Linked DNA regions of Rattus norvegicus: region 2 is linked to region 1. A link is a contact called in public Hi-C data. All regions are on one chromosome and are shown on one strand. The core of a region is the stretch at or near the end of the contact, and the rest is flanking DNA. Distances in the headings are between cores, read along the strand shown. Region 1 overlaps Dlc1 (DLC1 Rho GTPase activating protein). Region 2 has its middle 77 kb from the start of Trmt9b.

Region 1 (4,594 bases), core at 1,555-4,054:
GAAAGGTTGAAAGAAATCATGAAGCAGTCCAGGCCAGCTCCGTTTCTCATAAAATAAAGTCTAGCACGTCAGTTCTAAAGATTATTTCAGCACGAAGACGGGCTGCTTTTAAATCACGCTGCTCTGACGTCACCCAAGCCCGGAAAAAATACAAGGCTGTGAAAGCCACAGTCCCCATCTTGATCATCCACTTCCTCAACTGGTTGCCTTAAGCCGGGCCTAAACGTGAGGAGGGCATATGTATTGTCTCCCTGGGTATTTATGGAAGGAACTGTGATGATTAACCAAAAAAGGGAAAGGAGGATTATTCATTCATTTTCCAGTGAGATAAAATACACAGGCACCAGGGAAAATTTAAATTCAACAGCCCTGGAAGAGAGTTATAAAGTAAATAAGTCTAGAGACGGGAACGGAAGGAAATGAGAGGTGGGTGGAGGGGAGGGAGAGAGAGGTCGGGGTGAAGGAAGTGGAGAAGAGGGAGAGGGTAGAAGGAAAAGGCAGGAGGCAGAGAGGGAGAAGGGACGACGGAAGGTCAGCATGCCATTTTGGTACCCTACTTTTTGGCACCTACTGCTCAGGGCAAACGAAAGATGACAGTGGACTTGACTATGAACATGTACAATGGACCTTTTATACTTCCCGACTCATCCGGAACATTTATTTTCTCTTTCTTTTTTAGGACAAGGATGGTCTTGACCCTCTGATCCTCCCAACTCTAAGAACTCCAAAGCGCTGGGTTACAAGTGTGCACCACCACACATGGTTTATGTGGCGCCGGACAGAAAACTCGGTACTTTACGTGTGCTGCACAATTACTCTGCCAACACACTCCCAGGTCACAAAAATCACGTTTCGGTAAGGATACATCAACCTATCACACACACCAACTTCAAACTCAGGTTTTGAGAAGGTTTTCCCCGCAAAAGGCTGACACGTGTTTCAGTTGGTCCCATGGAACCTGACACCGACCGTCGTTAAGAAAACCCGGGGATGCTTACACTGGTAGATCTGCAGGAACGTTTCGGAGAGTTTGTTCGTCATGAGGGGCTCGGGGAGATCTCGGAAATATTGCTTTAACATGTCTGCCACATCGTAAGCAGATTGGCCTTCATAGTTGACGTAATCTTCCGCGCTTTCGTTCATCTGGCGTAGGGCCTGGATCCGGGATTTGACACCTGACTTCCTGAAGAGCCCAACCTTTTGGAGGAAAAACATTAGGGATGAGCGGGGAAGCAGAGTCTTCTCCACGAGGTGAGAGAAAGCATGCAGCGTGAAGCTCAGCTCCCACGCGTGGAATCCACAGGAAGCTGTGCTCACCTGGTCCAGACAATGGTTACGGAGGTAGCGCATGGCCTGCTGGATGCTCTGAGGCAGGGGCTGTCCTGAGCGCTGCACATTCACGGTCAGGGGGACCCCAAACACACTCCGGTCCTTGTAGTCTGGAACCTTGATCCTTTTCATAAACTTGGGCACGGCCCTGTTTAAAGAAGATGTGGGGGAAGAGTTAAGCATTTACTTCCCTGAATTGGCTCACCCCCTTTTTTCAGCCCCCTCTCCCATGAATTTGATCTCTTTCAATACAGGGACCATTTAAATGAAAATTAAAGTGACCAGTTCACTTTCATAGCTGTAGTAGCCACATTAGGCCTTACTAGGTCAGTAACTTCTATAATACATCATGGGTATAGAATGCCCTATCACCCAATTATTAGACAATGTCACAGGAATTTTTTTTTGGTGGGGGGTGGGGTGGGCAAAGTGCTCTTGGCTGTCGAACCCAGAGACCCTGGAGTCTCTCTAGGCAACGCCCTGCTACTGAGTCACACCCCTAACATGTCCCGGTTCCTTTGTTTTTTTTTCGACTCTTTCTTATGTAGCCCAGTCTGGTCTCGATATTTGAAGAGCTGTAGCTGTAAGACCTGGTCAAATATCCTCATCTGGGGAATCTGTTAACTCCTGCTAATCTTGAGAACGGCTGTCTGTGGTCCTCGGGGAAGCTAATGGACTTCCTTACATGAGAATGGTACAGGAAGGAAGAGGCAAAAATACATAATACCCTATTAGGGACTTCTGATGTGAGCTTGAGGAACGACTTCCCACCTTTCCTAAAAGAGTATGAATCCCTTCTGGGTTCTTGAAGAGATCTGAATTGCTTCATATAAAAGAGATCTGGGTAATACTGCATAAAAATCAGCAGACACAAAGCGGACTGTCTTGTCATACTGAGAACCTAGACCAGAGCTCAAATGGGGCACGACCCGAAGTCAAAATAAATTCCCCTGCCTATGACCCCAAAGAACACAGCATCTTCAGGCTTCTATGGGAAAGGGGAAAGATACAATGGGAGTTTTGTGAGGCTCCGGGAGGCGGCCAGGCAGCCTGAAAGCAGGCCCACCCCCAGCTATAAACACGACACCAGGAAACACATGTCAGGCATTTAAGGCAGGTATCTGCGCTCTATGACTGACGCCTTGAGTGAGAGCAGAAAGGGCAGAGCCAAACAGGAAAGGGACTTTGGGCTGAAGTGCTCCTTGCTGACCGAGCTCTACAATGCCAGGCCTTTACATTTTGGTTTTGACTCACTGGAAAAACTGACCAGAACTGAAGTAGAAGGGTGGACTTGGAGATTTTTTTTTTTTTTTTGAGGGTTTGGTGAGAAAAGGGGTAGACAACCCTGAAAGGAGAATGTAAAATATGCAGTTTTAAATAGCACTGAGGAAAATATTACTCTAAGCACCGAGGGACACCACAGAAAACCGACTTCTGGGTGCTTGCCCACACGGCGGCCGTGACATGCCACTCTTGATGGCTCTAGAAAAGGAAAAGCCAAAGGGTAGAGCCTGATTTGTATTTCCACACAGTCAGGCAGACAGTGGGTGCTGCAGCAGAAGCGTGCACAATGCTGGCTTTGTTGTGCGTGGCAAGCCTGGCTGTGGAATGTGGAAGAACACATTACAGTCCCCACTGAGAATCTGAAGCACTCTGGGATAGACTGGTCGATATGGATTTCTGTCATTGAGAACAAAGGCTTCTGTATTTAGCAAGGCTCCTGTTACTGCCTTAGCTAGGAAGTGCTTTGAGGCCCGTGTACATTCCTAGGAGGGAGGAGTGAGAGCATCTAAGAGCCGTGGACCCTGCCTCAGACTACGTCAAGCCATTTGGGCTGGTCGCAGAGTGTTCCAGTGACATGGGCTGCATCTCTGTTTTCCTAAAGATTGGACTACAAGCTCCCTGACGTTGAGTGAAAAGATTCAGGGACGACTGGGACACTACGAAACACAGAGACCTGGACCCAGGCACAGTTCTTGTCTTTGCACTATGAGTGTGGGCAGAGATTATGTCCCGCCCACCACCCATCTAGCCTGAATGTCCACATCTTAAGACTGTACACCCAAGGCTGACTCTTCAAGATTATGATGCTAGACATCTAATACATTTCAATTTTAAAAATATATTTGTACATAACAGATAGAACCGGTCTCCAAACACCAAAACAAACAAACAAACAAACCCCAAAACTCAAAGAAACAGAAGCAGTATATACATAAGATATTATAGCTAACCATTTATTACTCCCTGAGCATTTTTGCCAGAAAGTTCCCCACCCAAATAAACAACAAAACAAAAAACCCAAACCCAAAATAAAAAACTTTTTAGCACAGGTAGATTTTCTTGTCATGCTCAAAACCTTCACACTCAAAACTGACTGACAACGTGATGGTGTGTGGACTCAGCGTAGACCAGGGCCTGAGTTCAATTCCAAACACTGTTTTTAGAAAAAGCCTCTAAAACCATGCACGGGTATGGATATGGTCAAGTAGCTTCGTCCTATCTCACCATTTCTCCTTCCTTCCTCCCGGGATCCTGACGTGAGAGTGTCAGTGTATTTAGCTAGTGGGGGTTATTCCTACAGCTGGCAAGATGGCTGTGCAGTATGACGTCACAGGAATGCAATCTCTCATGGAAAGGGCCGGAAACCCAACCAACCAGTCCTGCAGCTAACTCCCCGAGGCTCCGGGAGCTTTAGCCGTGGAGACTGACTGCCTAAGGATGACAGATTGGCCATTTTGACAGAAGACAGAGCAGTCATACGCTTAGTGCTGGGGACAACCTCAGGGAGTGTGATAACATCACCCAGAGTGACTGCTCACCACGCACTTAGCTCTCTTACCAGCTGAAGCCATGCTTGTTGGAAGGCGTGTACTTTTCCAGCAGGGCCGTCAATTTCAGGAGTGAGTATTTCTGCAGTAGGTTCATCTGGGCCACAGACTGACAGTTAATCTGCAGAGACACAGAGTTCAGGCTCGGCCGGTGAGAGCTCTGAAAGCTATGCCATCTCAGTCTGTGCCTGCAAGAGAACAGGGCGGGAGGAGTGAGGCGAGACAAGACAGGTCAGAAGCTGCTCACAGGGACCCCCAGCACTGACACTCCTTTCCCGATTTCCCTCCATTGTAAAATAGCCCTTCCTATGTAACCCCGAAGGTTGGTTCTAGAGCACTGCAGATATGTGGACTCGGGACACTCGGGCCTCTTAGACCTCTTACAGAAGACAGACAATGTCTATGCATATCGGGAGCGCCCTCCTACTCAGTGC
Region 2 (4,594 bases), core at 930-3,429, 57 kb before region 1:
TTCTGGTGTGTCTGAAGTCAGTGACAGTGTACTCATATACATAAAATAAATAAATAAATAAATAAATAAATAAATAAATAAATCTTTAAAAGAGAGAGAGGGAGAAATGCAGGGACAGGGGATGGAGCAGAGTCTAAGGGAATGGCCATCCAATAACCGGCCCAACTTGAGACCCATTCCATAGGCAAGGACCAATCCCTGACATGATTACTGGAGAAGTGACAGTCAGTCCGGCGACTCTGATCAACATGATACTCTGTTACGCTTGCAGACAGGATTCTAGGACAACTGTCCTCTGAGGGGCTCCACAGACCAACTGACTCATACAGATACAGACAATCACAGTCAAACAGTGGATGGAGCCTGGGGACTGGTATGGAAGAATAGGAGGAAGAAGGATTGTGGACCCTAAGGGGATAGGAACTCTACAAGAAGACCAACAGAGTCAACTAACCTGGACCCTCGGGGCTCTCAGAGACGGAACCACCAACAAAGAACATACACAGGCTAGCACTAGGCCTTCCGGCTCATACGTAGCAGATGTGCAGCTTGGTTTTCATGTGGGTCCTGAACAACTGGAATGGGGGCTAGCCCAAAAGCTGTTCCCTGTGGGATATGTTCTTCTAGCTATGCCTTGTCTGGCCCCAGTGGGAGAGAAGCGCCTAGCCTCCCATAGACTTGAAGTGCCAGGTGAAGGGATATCGGGGAGGGGGGGGGGGCAGCTCAGAGGAGAAGGGGAGGGAGAAAAGGATTGGGGGAGGTGACCAGGAGGAGGACAGTGAACAGGATGTAAAATGAATAACTAAAAAAAAGAAAGAAAGAGAGAAAGAAAGGAAGGAAGGAAGGAAGGAAGGAAGGAAGGAAGGAAGGAAGGAAGAAAGATTAAAAACCAAACGCTTTTCGTGGTTCGGGGATTCTGTAGGTTACAAAAATTTGTTGGGGTCAGTAATAAATTCGACCCTCCTGGAGAACAGGAGAGCTAGGTGCAAGGCTTCCTCCGGTTTTAGCTTGTTTCAGTCAGCAAATTTTCAAATACAGTCAACCAAGCAGTAAAGCTTTAGCCCTTGAGTCGCTAGATGGCGCTAAACCCACTTGTGGAGAACCCGAGGAAGCCATCAGCGTGGGACAACCAAGACTGTAAAACAAGTTTCCTATGTGGTTCCATTTTAAATGTTCATACTCAGATACAGACACAGATGAATTTAAAAAAAAATGCCATTTGGCACATTTAGACCTAATTGAATTTAATAAGAACAGAACAGAACTGGAGAAGTGACAGCCAGCCCAGCGACTCTGGTCAACCTTTGTCAGGACGAAACCCAATCTCCAAACTCTAGAAGCTCCAGGAACAAAACAGGAAGCAAACACACTGTGGACTTTTCTTTGCAGATAAAGCCCGACATTTGTAATATTTGTGTAGAGACAATGGGGCCTGGATAATAAAGGCTCACGGAGAACATGCAAGAGGATAATATAGAATTAACCGAAAAGAAGTTATGAGGGCTTAGAACACATGGACTCACACGGTATCATATCATAAGGGAGGGAACCACGTATTTCAGAACAGCAAGTCGCAGGGAGCAGAAAGTGAACCTTTGAGCCAGAGATTCTGAACCGGAAGGAGCCTCGACAGAAACAGAACTGGGCCAGAAGATGAAATAACTTGCCCAAAATTACTTAGGTCATTAGTGGCAGCTGTGTGAGGAACCCTCGCTGTGGCTAACTGGTGTCTTTTTTGTTTTCTTTTCCATAAGGCACATGTCTAACTGAAACCCCTTCACAGAGGCTAATGAAATGCATGCAGAAGCCTCCCCTCGCTCGCTCTCCACTCTCTGCACACACGTGTACATGTGCACACACATCCACCATTATAAACATATACAGGAAATTGAAGGGAGCCGTTCTGAAGCCTCGGCAGTGCCCAGTCGCTGTTGCCCCAGATAACATATCAAACGCCCGGCTGGAAACGAGCTGCGCTGGCCTTCACACAGGAAGTCTGACTCCAGCTGTTGGCTCCTATTTAACAATCTGCCCCATATTCACAAAGAATGCCAGGACAAAACCACACGAGGGTAAAATAGACAGAAACCAACCGGCGATCTTTTCCTAAGGAAGGGCACTTGAATCCGAGAAGTTTAAAGGGAGGCCTGTTGACTGTGCAGGAAACTTGGTAACTGTGACGTCATTGTCTTATCCAGCCCAGAGAAACAGCCTTTTACAGCAGTTCTTCAAATTAACTCTGACTCAGAGTCACATTTAATCTCGACTGCTCTTAATAGTTCTAATTATCGTTTGATACATTTTGATCCCATGAGAGGCATTGAAGGGACCTTTCCTAGTAGCTACCCCTACATAGAAGCCTTGGGGTAAGACAAGGCTTAGGGTAGGACTGTTTCCAGCCCCTTAAAACAAAATAGGGTGAGTTACCTATTGTCTCATATATCTTCTTTTCAGTGAGGAAGTGAGAGTCTATGGCTTATGGCATAGGAGACCCCATAAACCAGCTGTTCTCAACCTGTGGGTCATATATATATTATATGTCCTATATATCAGATATTTACACTAACATTCATAACTAGAAAAATTATGGTTATGGCATAGCAATAAAAATAATTTTAAGGTTGGGGTCACCATAACATTAGGAACTGTATTAAAGGGTCGCAGCATTAGGAAGGCTGAGAACCACTGCTGGAAACTGTAGGCTATTTTCCCACCCACCTCCCACCCCTCCCCTGGTTTAATTTTCTCTTTTGTCTCAACAGTAGGGGCTTGGCCTCAAGAGAGGAAGGAAAAAATGACCTGGTGCCTCTTTTGCAGTGGGGTCAATTTGGAAGTCTTTATAAGACTAACAGAGACACACATATCCATCTCAGAACTCACCATACTCTTAAAAGCTGAAAATTACAAACCCAGGCCTGTAAACCCAGCCAGCCCTCGAGGGGACGAGGCAGGAGGATCAGGAGTTCAAGGTTGTCTTCTGCTACATGGCAAGTTCAAAGTCAGCTAGGCTACTGCAGACCTGATCTCATTAAACAAAGACAACAGAAGCGTCTAAACGTAAAGCAGTCAGTTGCCTTTTATCCATTCCAAGACCCCAGAGGGTGCCTAAAACTCAAGAGTAGAATTTTGTGCATTTTAAAAAAAAATATTTATTTATTTATGTATTTATTTTTCTTTTTCAAGACAGAATTTCTTTGTTTCGTCTGACTCTTCTGGAACTCACTCTACAGACTAGACTGGCTTCAAACTCAGAGATCTGCCTGCCTCTGGAGTGTTGGGATTAGAGGTGTGTGCCACCTGCCCTTTTGTTTTTTCTAAGCTTACACTTTCGTACTGAAATTAAAGGCTAAAAGTGAATTTTTTATTTCAGATGTATCAGAGGGGGAAAAAAAACCTACCAAAATATAGTATCCACAATAAATTATTGGATCCTAACCACGCATAACTTAATAAATTTTTGGAAAACCTTGGTCACGCCCTTCAAATCAACATATCTTACTAAATGTCCCATTAACTTTTCCTAGAGAGATGTGAACAAATGTCTATTCACCACAGAGAGGGTACCAATGGCCAACCAAATGACCAAATAAACAATTCCATCCACGTCTACTGAGGTGAACCGATGGGCCTAATAGAAGTTATTTATAAGAGTGTGGATGAAGAGGCCTTACAGCAGTGGTTCTCAACCTGTGCTTACGACTCCTTTGGGATCACACATTGGCTATCTACATAACACTTCATAACAGTAGCAAAATGACGCAAGGGAAATAATGTTATGGTCGGGGTCACCACAACATGAGACATTGTATTAAAGGGTCATAGCACTAGGAAGGTTGAGAACCTCTGTCCTACAGCATAGGTGATAGTCACCAAAATAAAAAAGTCTTTTTCTCCCAATAGCTCTTAATTGTCTATACATCCTCCAGGAGCCATGACTCTCCTGTGTCTTTTGACACCTCCCGTGGGGCTTATGAGCTACTCCTGTGCTTCTTATGTGCTACCCCATGGTCCTCCTTCCCTTCCATGAGAGAATGCTAGTGGGACCCATCTGTGAGGATCTTAGCAACCATTGCTGCTCTGGTCTCAAGATTGCATTGTCTGCATTCACATCTAGAGTAGAGCATCTCACACTGTGTGATAGCAAAGACCACACGTATTAGTGTCACCGAGAATCCCATGGGGATAGTCTGGATCTCTTGTGGGATAAGTGTTTTCATGCTTTAAAAATGCTGTGTGTGCTGGGGTTGGGGGTGGGGCTACTTAGAGAGGCCACGGGAGGACATTGGATCCCCTGGAGCCATTGAGAATTAGCCACCCAATGTGGGTGTTTGGAGTCGAACTACTCTGAAGAGCTGAGCCCCCTTGTCTCTTGAGCCCCAAGTTTTCTATACTTAAAATGTTCTCCCCAGTTCAAATGTAATCTTAGTCTACCAGTTCCACCTGGCCTTATAGTTGGGGTGACAAGCTCACATTTCTCCTGGGAGAAATTGTCAGCAGAACATCTAAGTCTCAGTCACTAAAGCCTCTTTTGTCCTCAAGAAGTTGCCAACCCATAAAAAGCAAACAGGAGCTCACTTGGCACAAAACTCAACTG

What was found. A called contact is a pair of places that touch in the nucleus more often than the background predicts.
Region 2: a Hi-C map of Schwann cells shows a contact between it and region 1, with 4 times the contacts expected there. The contact joins two enhancer-like sites. A contact is called at or near these places in 5 of 12 Hi-C or Micro-C datasets (the Rat2 cell line, Schwann cells, hepatocytes and 2 more).

What each region holds. Positions count from the first base shown.
Region 1 is chr16:62,360,066-62,364,659 of GRCr8, reverse strand. Dlc1 (DLC1 Rho GTPase activating protein) reads right to left here. Exons shown (of 18, transcript NM_001370997.1): 10 at 4,172-4,348; 11 at 1,318-1,477; 12 at 999-1,197. Among named protein-coding and RNA genes, the nearest start is that of Trmt9b, 130 kb to the left of the region's middle. Within about 2 kb of position 2,804, at least 27 of the 93 cell types and tissues checked have an H3K27ac peak or open chromatin away from gene starts, as enhancers often do. A contact at or near this core is called in Schwann cells, where this site is marked.
Region 2 is chr16:62,415,981-62,420,574 of GRCr8, reverse strand. No RefSeq gene overlaps it. Among named protein-coding and RNA genes, the nearest start is that of Trmt9b, 77 kb to the left of the region's middle. Within about 2 kb of position 2,179, at least 12 of the 93 cell types and tissues checked have an H3K27ac peak or open chromatin away from gene starts, as enhancers often do. A contact at or near this core is called in Schwann cells, where this site is marked.